Regions from separate parts of the Mus musculus genome. Here region 1 is linked to region 2. The links are chromatin contacts, called in public promoter capture Hi-C maps. All regions are on one chromosome and are shown on one strand. The core of a region is the stretch at or near the end of the contact, and the rest is flanking DNA. Distances in the headings are between cores, read along the strand shown.

The links. Promoter capture Hi-C pulls out the DNA fragments that hold promoters and counts their contacts.
Region 1: a contact with region 2 is called in a promoter capture Hi-C map of the C10 cell line. The contact joins the enhancer-like site here to the promoter of Kcnmb1 in region 2. A contact is called at or near these places in 4 of 39 promoter capture datasets (the C10 cell line, hematopoietic stem and progenitor cells, neutrophils and 1 more), 1 of 15 datasets of contacts at CTCF or cohesin (large pre-B cells), 2 of 484 Hi-C or Micro-C datasets (bone marrow-derived macrophages and cortical neurons), 1 of 115 datasets of contacts at active chromatin or transcription factors (large pre-B cells) and 3 of 9 other capture datasets (adipose tissue, liver and macrophages).

Annotation. Positions count from the first base shown.
Region 1 is chr11:34,141,544-34,146,430 of GRCm38.p6, reverse strand. Gm12121 (a long non-coding RNA gene) reads right to left here. Exons shown (of 5, transcript XR_872376.1): 3 at 4,301-4,887; 4 at 1,178-3,282. Among named protein-coding and RNA genes, the nearest start is that of Gm12121, 7.0 kb to the right of the region's middle. Within about 2 kb of position 1,895, at least 7 of the 459 cell types and tissues checked have an H3K27ac peak or open chromatin away from gene starts, as enhancers often do.
Region 2 is chr11:33,959,624-33,964,883 of GRCm38.p6, reverse strand. It overlaps Kcnmb1 (potassium large conductance calcium-activated channel, subfamily M, beta member 1), which reads right to left and starts at 1,871. Exons shown (of 4, transcript NM_031169.4): 1 at 1,558-1,871; 2 at 50-207. The coding sequence starts at 183. It also overlaps a transcript of Kcnip1 not described here.

The DNA.
Region 1 (4,887 bases), core at 646-3,145, 180 kb before region 2:
ACATTAGGATGTGTGAAGCTACCAAAGAGTTAGTCCAGTCAAACAGATTGAGAAAATCTTCACAAGGAAGCAACATTAATCTGAGGTTATAGCGCAGGCAGCCTGGACTAGTGGGCTTAGAAGACAGCGTGTGCTCAAGGGGTTCAGTTTGTGCTCAAGGGGTTCTGATGGAAATTACTGAAACTACAGAGATGGTGCCTAGAGAAACTGGTGCAAGGAATTCAATTTCAGGCTGTGTTGGTCCTGGGTAAGAGCCAGCACTTCTCCGGAGAGAATCTCAAGTCCACCAATGGCCAGAAGGAGATACAGTGACCCACAGTTAACACTGTGGAATCAGTACGCACCTCTTCCTTTTCCTGGCTGGAGAGTTCCTGAAGTTAGAGAAAGGTCTCTATAACCTGTGCATCCCCCAAAGAAATTAGCAGAACTAATGAGAAATGGATACAGAGAACTGTTCTCAGGGAAGGAAGGAAGGAAGGAAGGAAGGAAGGAAGGAAGGAAGGAAGGAAGGAAGGAAGGAAGGAAGGAAGGAAGGAATCCACCTCATATGGATCCAGTGTGTGTGTGTGTGTGTGTGTGTGTGTGTGTGTGTGTGTGTTTCGAGACAGGGTTTCTCTGTGTAGCCCTGGCTGTCCTGGAACTCACTTTGTAGACCAGGCTGGCCTTGAACTCAGAAATCCGTCTGCCTCTGCCTCCCAAGTGCTGGAATTAAAGGCGTGCGCCACCACCGCCCGGCTTCAGTGTGTTTTTCTAAAGCCATCTGATAAAGGAAAATATAGACTAATATAATCCTCCTCTCCCAACTGAAGTCATAGGGATCAAAGATGAGGGCCCTGCACCCCAAAATTATTCATTGTAACCTCTGTTCCTAAGCACACAAGAAGCTGCATGTGTGTGGACTCTACCTCTTGTTACTGCCGTAGTCCCCTAGCCTATAACATGTGATCTCCCTGGGCCTTCCCACTGCACGGTACCCTTTCTGCCTCAGGACTCCTGGAACTCAGTTGCGATGCAGGTCCCCATGTATCACTGCCCTGTTTCTGAAGCAGCTGAAAGCACCTGTGTCAGTCACATCTGCTGGTCACAGTGTACAGTGCCCTTGAAGACCCAGCTCCAGCCGCTGCTCTCCTGGACACCATTGAACCTTTTCTGCCCATCTGGCCTCATTAGACACTACCTGGCCTCCCATCTCTCTGAAGTACAGTCTTGGCCCCTGTTCCATTCTCCTGCACACCTTCCTTGTTCAGGAATGGTCTCTGTGTTCTTCTCCTTCACACCGATGTCTAGCACGTGGCAGGATGGCTTGTCAGTGGATGGAGGTAGATTTCTAAAGTCAATGATCCAAAGGACAGACACAAATCAATATCGATGTGGAATGATGTGAACACCTCTATGGAACGATGTGAACACCTATATGGATTTCCCCCCCTGATTTTATCTCTGAGCTCCCTCTTGCAGGATGGTGTCCTAGACTCCCAAGCTTACTTAGAGGATCTTTGCTTTGTTACAGATCCCTCGGTCTGTTCCCTATGCACAGCCATTTCCTGTCCTTTCCTTCTGCTCTTAGGTCATGACCTTCTGCACAGCAGGGCCTTTGCCTATGGCTCAAACCCACAGTGAGAAGTCAAACCAAGTGAGGCTCTGTCACTACAATGGGCTTCAGAAGGACTTTTCTGTACCAAGAGCCCCAGCAGCAGTGTAGACCGAGTCACAACATACAGAATAAAGCAAAAGGGCTGCCTTCCTGTCCTGTTCATTGTAGCAGATTAATTTATCTTTTGATCTTTGAATGAGAAGTTGCCTGTTCCTTCTGCAAGGCCATATGGCGAGGTTCAGAACACATTTCAGTTAGACACAGAAGGGAAATAGATTGCCTGCTGGGATCATAGCCACCAGCTCTGCAGTGAGCCAAAGGCAGCTCTGCACATCGGGGCCCTGGCTTGCTGTTGGTTGGTCATACGCACCTTTAACATGACATTTATCATATGACCCACACTGGAGATGGGCTTTGCTCAACCTTTAGCACAAGGCATCATTAGATCTTCACAATGACAGGATGACATCGCTTACATTCACAGAAAAGGCAGCTGAAGGGAGCAGGAATGGAGGGGAGCAGATGGGGTGACTTCGAAGTCACAGACACTGCTAAGTTTACTCTTAAGAAACTTTAGGGTGACACCTGTAATTTGTATGTCTCCCCAGCTAGACCGTGTCTGACCCCACTCATGGGCTGGTATCGTTTCCTCCTTAACGTTTCTTGCACCACACTACTCCCCAGGGTCAGCTGACCTGAACATCTGAGAAGCTCATAAAATAACAACCCAACCAATGGCCAGGAATGAGTCAAGGGGAGCCTGAAACATGGGCTGCTTAGCAATGGATCTCTTTCCCTTTCCACCTGTATTTTTAAAACCATGTCAAATAGGATGCCCAGTATAACAGTAAACACAAAAAAATGCCTAAAATTTAGGAACTATAAAGTCATGGGGAAAACCAGGCAAGGCAGCAAACACTGGTAATTCCATCATTCCAGAGGACAAGGCAGAAGGACCACTGTGAGTTTGAGACCAGCCAGGGCTATGTAGCATGCTCAAGACTGTTCTGGGATACATACTAATACCCTGTTTCTAAAAACAAAATAAACTAATACATAAAAATAAATTGTGATCCTATCACCCAAATGCATCACTTTGCTTTTATTCCCCTACAAAAATTGAGATCATTATTTATAAAATGTTTACAATGAAAATGGCATTTTGGAAATGGAAAAAAAATGTTGAAAAACGATGCAAGCTTTGTAGCCGTGAGTGTTAACATTTTGTCATGTGCTGGCCTGATTTCTCCACACTCAGCCCTGAGGAACCCTGACTGCAGGATCTGCTTGGCTGTTTTACCATAGTGTTGGTTGTGGAAAGGTGAGATTTACGGTTTGTTCTTAATGCACATTACTCCATCATGAGCCGAAACGGAACACATTTAACCACGTCCAAGCTGCTAGACATGTACGTTATTTAAAATCTGTCACACTCACAAAGAGCAGGAAAGAAAATACCTCTCCTCTGGCACCACCAAGGGAGTCTGTGGTCATCAGTTTTGGATAGAAGTCATTGGGGCAGCCCCGGTGTGGCTCTCAGACATCAAAATCTGGGCTTCATCCATTCACCATGACTGTGCTTCACAGCGCGTGTTGGAGCTGCCCAGGTATCTGAGAGCATCAGAGAGGAAATGATTGTGGCTTCCTCAGAACATCTCCAATACCTTCTCTCCAGTGTGGCTCTGATCCTTGTGGAAGGTGTGCAGAGATAGAAGAAAAGAAAATGTGCTCACACCGAAGAATTACGGCAGTTCAGAGGGGACAAAGGAGCAAGAGTAAAGAGTATTGTTTATGACAGTTTTTCTTCTGATTACATACATACCACACACACAAATATACTCAAACATACAAGAGTACACATACCTACATACACATACACAAACACACTACACACACATGTACATATACTCAAACCCACACAAAACATGCAGGCACACACACACACACACACACCAGCTTTCCCATTCTTACTCCAGAGACCCCGAAGTTTTCAGTGTATTCTTCCAGAACTAACTACTCTTACATATTCCCTTCTCTAACCATGTATCTAGTCTCTCTTTTCCTCTCCTCCCCTCTCCTCCCTTCAACTCTCCTCTTCTCCCATCTCTCTCTCTCTCCCTCTGAGTGTGTGTGTCTCCCCTCACTACTTCCTCCTTCTTTCCTTCCCTTCATTGTCCCCCATTTATGTGTTCGAAATGGCATCTTATACGTAGTCCGCATTGGAATGAATCTCACAAGTCTCCTGCCTTATCTTCTTGAGTTTTGTGATTACAGGCACGTGCCACCACACCTGGCCAGCTATCCACTTTCTGTCCACCCATGAAACTATCCATTTATCTATCCTTACTTTTTAAAATAAATATTTACTGCAGAACAGTTCAGAAGAGACTTGCAGAGTCACCAGGCCACCAACTGATTTTTACAACTTTAGACAAAAATGCTCTGCTACTCTCTGCCTGTCTCCTCCTAAAGAAAACTATGTCCATTCCATACACAGCTACATCTTAAACCATGAAGATTTAAACTCACTGGACACATCTATAGAACATTACTGTCCAGACCTGCTGTGGGGAAGGTTAGATAGAAGTTTCCTACCCTACTGAGGGGAGGCGGGGCAGGGTGACCCAGCCACCAGCAGCAATGTTCAGTCATGCCAGCACCCCACAGCCTGGTGAAGGGGACAGGATGATATTTCATAAACATTACCTCACGTGTTTTCTGGGAGATAAGCTGTTTGCTAAACTTTGTCAGAGGAGCGGGCTTGGGAGCGCCTTCCACGTGACCATCTCCAGGACAGCTGAGGCCTGCTTGGACCGGCTGTGGGGACCTCCAGCTTGGCTTGCCCAAAATACAGGAACTCAAAAATGGAGCTGCCTCTATTTAGTGTAAATAGAGGCAAATGATCTTGAAGGACAAAGGGGTCATGCTAGGAAAGGGACTGAGGCTTCTTCTGGTCAAGTGCTGGGGTCGGTAAGCACCTGAAAGCCTACCATACACACCAGGGAGCCTTCCCCTCCCATGTGGCACTAACCCGCTCTCCAGTTGCTCTCCATGATGGATTCACACAGGTCAGGGCCACCACATGGGAAGCTTGGTGTGGAGATGGGAGGGGAGGGGAGGTACCGCTCAGTGGGAGAGTGGAGCCTGAGCGACCCAAGCTGGTCTCTAGCTCTCTTACCTGCCACAGTCTTCCCTCTCTCAAGAACAAGGGTTCATGGTTGATTTGTAGTGCTACCTGGTGGTAATCATGAACTTTCCTTACTAGAGTGCCCCCTATCTCCAGGCCTACGCCT
Region 2 (5,260 bases), core at 622-3,121:
ACGGGTCAAGGGTAGGGTAGGTCAATCCAGGAAGTGGAGACATCCATACCTTTTCTGGTAGAGGGGCAGCACAGTTGTACCCAGGACGTAGTAGGTGATGGCAGCACACACTACCATTGCCACTCCCAGGCAGAGGGCTCGTGTCTCTCCGCGCTTCTGGGCCATCACCAGCTTCTTCCCCATGGCCACTGGAGGCAACAGTCATTTCTAGCACCAAGAAGGCAAAGAGAAGTGAGATTAGCCCAAGTGATAGGTTCATAAGAAGGAAGGAAGGAAGGAAGGAAGGAAGGAAGGAAGGAAGGAAGGAAGGAAGGAAGGAAGGAAGGAAGGAAGGAAGGAAGGCAGGCAGGCATGAGGGGATGCAACCAAATAACAACATTGCTCTTATTTAAGTATGATAATACGTGGAGCTTTGCAACTTACATGGAGCTTTCTTACAGAGGTCTGCTCTGGCCTCTGGTAACAGCCTACAGTTAGCTTTTAAATACTCAGGATCCATTATCACCAATTATCTCCAGGAGAAGCCCAGTACACTTGAGGGGATTTCCTTGTGGTGCTGGCTTTTTCCAGTGAGCCCTCCTAGACTCCTGAGCATTCCCAAGATAAATGACAGCAGGAGTCTGCTCAAGGCTACAGCATGGAAGCTCAGAAGGGAAAGGAAGGAAGGATGTCACCTGTTCCTGAGAGGTCTCGCTCCTGTGACTGGTTGTGCCTGTAATGTCCCGATGGCTCACCAGCTACATGAAGTGAGTTCAGTTTAAATGTAAAGCTTAGGTGGGAATCTGGGATGGGCCTAATGAGAACCTCCAGCAAGAAGGATATGAAGCTCTGATATGCACTGTGGCCTGAGACAGGAAGAAATGGGTTTCCATGATAACAGAAGAGATTTCAGGGAGACTATGCCGGATGTGAAACATTAAGTATCTCAGGACTCCTTGGATGGAATTCTGTAGAAAAGTCACCTGAGGTCTGGGCTTGATCTAGGAAAGTTGGAAAGGGTTAAAGAAGAGTCCTATGTGGCATAACTGTTGGGTTGTTGATCTCTTCCTTAGAAGGACTGGGGATAGAGTATGTAAGGGTTTTGGGGGAGTTTAGAGAAGAGAGGCCATCAGATATAAGACCGAGTCCTGGCTTTTCTACTTAGCAACCATATGACTGTTAAAACAAGAACAATAGTGCCCTCCTCAGGGTCCTGATGTAGACCCACCAACACTGCTGAGCGTCACCTCATAAATAAGTGATGCCCTCCATAAACAGGCGCCATCATTAACTGAGGAATTGAAGGAGCTTGGTGCACTCTGCCAGGCCTGTTTGTCGATCCCTATCCTGATGACAAGTGACAACACTGGTCCTGACTGGCTGGCCACAAAAGAGACGCCCAGACCAGGGTCAACAGGCCAGGCAGGCCCTCCGGTGCCAGAACTCTGATGGGCATCAGGAGAGGTAGGGATTTTCACCACCCTATCCATGCCATCACAGGCTGCTGTCTCCCACCATCTCCCCTCAGCCCCGGCTTCCTAGAAGCCCTTCCCAAGCTCTCTGGGATGTAGCACTCACAGTTCTCTGGGTCTCCGCTGGCTGGCAGATGGTTTCTCTCCACTCGCCCCACCCCCACCCCCACCCCAAGTCAGGCCTGGGAGCTCTAGCAGGAAGTTTGGTCTCCCAGCTGGTCTCCAGGGAAGCAGTCTCAGTCCCATCTGGGTCGAGCCTCCATGCCCAAACATGGTCAAGTCTGAGCACACAGCTTGCCCCGGGATAAAAACTCCACAAGCAGGTACCTAGCCTCACAGCCCTCAGCTGCTGTTGGGGACTCTGCCCCTGCATTTCCCAGAGTCTCCTGGGAAACAGATGTCAAACAGCAAAAGCCATTACCCACCCCACAAGGCCATCCTGATATATGTACAAAAATGTTTCTTCTACACTCCGTCTTTCAGGCTGGCAGAGAAGCCAGGAATAGGAAATGATCTTCCTTGTGTAGTGCAGGGGAGGGAGGTAGAGGGGTTGGGCTTGTCACTAGCCCATGTTATATCCACACCAGTGCAGCCAAAGCCTCCCACCTTTGTCCCTGACTTCCTGTGTGACTCTGAACAAGTCACTGAACCTCTCTGGACCTCTGTCTTCTCCCTTCTATAATTAATAGCATTTTGAAAACTTAACTTTATTCTGGATTGTTAAGTTAGAGATGGAGTTCAGAGAAAGGAGGAAATTCCGCCTTTTAAAGACCACTGGGGCTGAGGCTGGTAGCGGTGGGTCCCACAGCTGCTTCCGGCCAGCCGTCCAGGTCCAGGGACAGTGCCATGCTGGGGACCTCCCACAGACTGACTCTGCTTCATAGGCAGAAAGTTATTGCAGCCAATACGACAACTGAACATTGGTACTGGAGGTAGGGGTGGGGGGCAAACCTGCTTTTGCACTCCGGGTCCTTGTGGATAAAGAGAGCACTGTAAGAGTTGGGAAAGCAAGAACAAGCCCCGCCCCACCCCTGCCCCAACCCCGGCCCCGCCCCCGCCCCGCCCTCCTTACACCTTGGTGCCCTGCTAGTCATCTGCACAGAACTTGATGCCTGGTCCAGAGTTTCTCTACTTGATGAACAGAGACAGATTGGAAGTTGGCCCCTCCCAGTGTCAAATCCCAGCCATCTCTGCCACCAAGGGACTGTTCTAACACCTCAAACCATACCTCTGTTATGTCTCCAGCCACCTAAAGTTCTAGAAGTAGCCTCTGGTGTCCCCAGGCCCAGGGCAGTGGGTGCATCTTAGATATTCCTGATCACTAGGTGTTAGCACCTCTCACCTAAGCCTAACACCTGATAATCAGGGCCCTCTAAGGCCCAGAAAGAAAGTTGTCACTCAAGGCTCCTTGACACTCTGGGGGGTGAACAGCACCCCATCCCCCTTTAGTCACTGACTCTAACTAGAGAGACAACTACCTGTTTAGTTGCCTCATAGCAACTGGAGATTTATTAGTGTGCATGTGCCTGCATGTGTGTGTGGTGCTTAAATGATTTGTGCATGTGTGTGTGATATGTGTGTGTTTGGATAGGTATGGTGTGTGTATTATGTGTGTATGATATTGTGTATATGTGTGTGTACTTGATATTTTCACACATGCATGCATTCATGGAAACCAAAGGGAGACATTGGGTGTTTTTCTCCATCTGGCCCACCTCAGGAAGGACCTTTCGGCTGAGCAGCAGTGGGACCCGCCTTTAATCCCAGCACTCAGGAAGCAGAGGCAGGTGGATCTCAGTGAGATCGAGGCTGCCCCTTATAGAGAGTTCCAGAACAGCCAGGGCTACAGAGGAACCTTGTCATGAAAAAAACGGGGGAAGGGTTCTTTCACTGAGCCTGGAGCTGAGTGCTGGGGCACCTAACTATGAACAGTTTATTACACAGGTACTGGAGATTTGAACTTAGTCCTCTGTAGGTGCAACACTGATTCTTGCCCACCAGCCCCACAGACAAGGACGTCTTAAAGCATAGGGGTCAGGACCACTGACAAGGAAGGGGGAATATGGATCTGAGACCAGTTCTTCAGGAGAAGGATTTTCCAGTGATGGACCATGGTTCCTTCAAGGACCAGCAGCTTTCTCGTGGCACCTACAAAATTACTTAGAAACTCCTGCCTTGGGAGAGACATGGGCACTAGATGGTTCCTCACAAGTGTGAGCAGAGGGCCATTCATAATCCTCTCGACGGGCTGGGAAGGTTACACAATCAGATTTTATAAACACCAGTGAGGTTCCCAATGATTCTTTCCTTTGGAAGATGGGGATGAAGCAGGGAAGGCACCTGGTGCACCCTACTGAGCCACAACCAAACAACAAGGGCAAGCTTCGCTCTGCCTCTAGGGTAAGCTAGTGAAAATCTTGGATCATGGCTGAGTACGGGAGGGTTGGGGTTAGTATGAGTAATGATGGCCACAGGGGAAGGAGACAATGGTGCCATGCCTGGAAATGCTGATGGATCTTGGGATGTGAGAAATCAGGAAACATCTCCAACTTCAGCCTTCTGACCACCTCTGTAGCAGTACAGTGGTGCTCTGAGCACCCAGGAGAGAGATAACCACACCAACTGCCCCCTGTAACTTTTAAGGAATGGGAGCTCATCTGAGAAACTGGCACATAATGTTAAAACTGTACTTTTTGGACGGAGACAGCAATCCCTCATACCATCCTACAGAACGATACTCTCTTTTAGCCTGGGTGGAACTGTCACTGCCCACCCAGAAAACAGAATTTCCTGGTGGGCAGGACACTGCTTGCCACAGCTAAGTTCTGCTAGGGCTACAGCATCCACTGGGCACTTTCTCTTGTGACATTCCCCGGGAACCAGCCACCAGTCTGCAGGAAGCTGAATGCAGGTTGTAAGAAGTGAGCATCTCTTTCCATATATGGGAATGACCACACCCAGAGAGTGGTCCGATCCTGACCTGGGCAGGATTCAAGTTTCCTAGCTGAGGCCTTGGAGCACAGTGCAGAGGGTCACCTTAGGCTCACTGAAATCCAAATCCACAAATCTAAGAGCAGAGTAAATGAGTGTTTTGTCTCAGGGCATGCTTTGGGGTGTGTCTTAGTTAGGGTTTCCATCACTATGAAGAGAAACCATGACCACAACAACTTGTATAAAGTACAACACTTAACTGGAGCTGGCTGACAGGTTCAGTTCATTACCATCAAGGCAAGAACATGGCAGCATCTGGGCAGGCATGGTGCAGGAATAGCTTAGAGTTCTACATCTTTATCTGAAGGCCACTCTTTAGGAGAAGACTGGCTTCCATGTGGCGAGGAGGGCCACAAAACCAAAACCCATAGTGACACACTTCCTCCAATGTGGGCCTGGGTACCAGAGGTTTTCCACGGAGATCTCTGTCCAGGCCGGGTGGGAAGGCTCCAGAGAAGGGAAGTGAGTGCAGGCAGGGAGATGAAGTCTCTGCCATGCCTTCCAGGTTGCTCCAAGACTCTCTGAGTTCAACTGAGTCGGGTCAGGCTGGGCCTGGGAAAAGCCGACAATCCAATGAGGAGTGCGGTGGGACACTGGGTGGCTCTTTGGGAGAGAAGATCTCTTCCCAAGTGTTACATACAGCTCTGGGAACAAAAGGCTCAGACAAAGGAATAGTTCTCATGTACCTTTAATTCCCTGCATGGCTGATATACAGTTCTGGGGTGATTCAGGGTTTGACAGCAGGCACCTCTCATTGGCTTGGACTGAGAGTTTGGGGAAAACCTTATTTGCATGTGGGAGGGTTTGGTGCTGTTCCT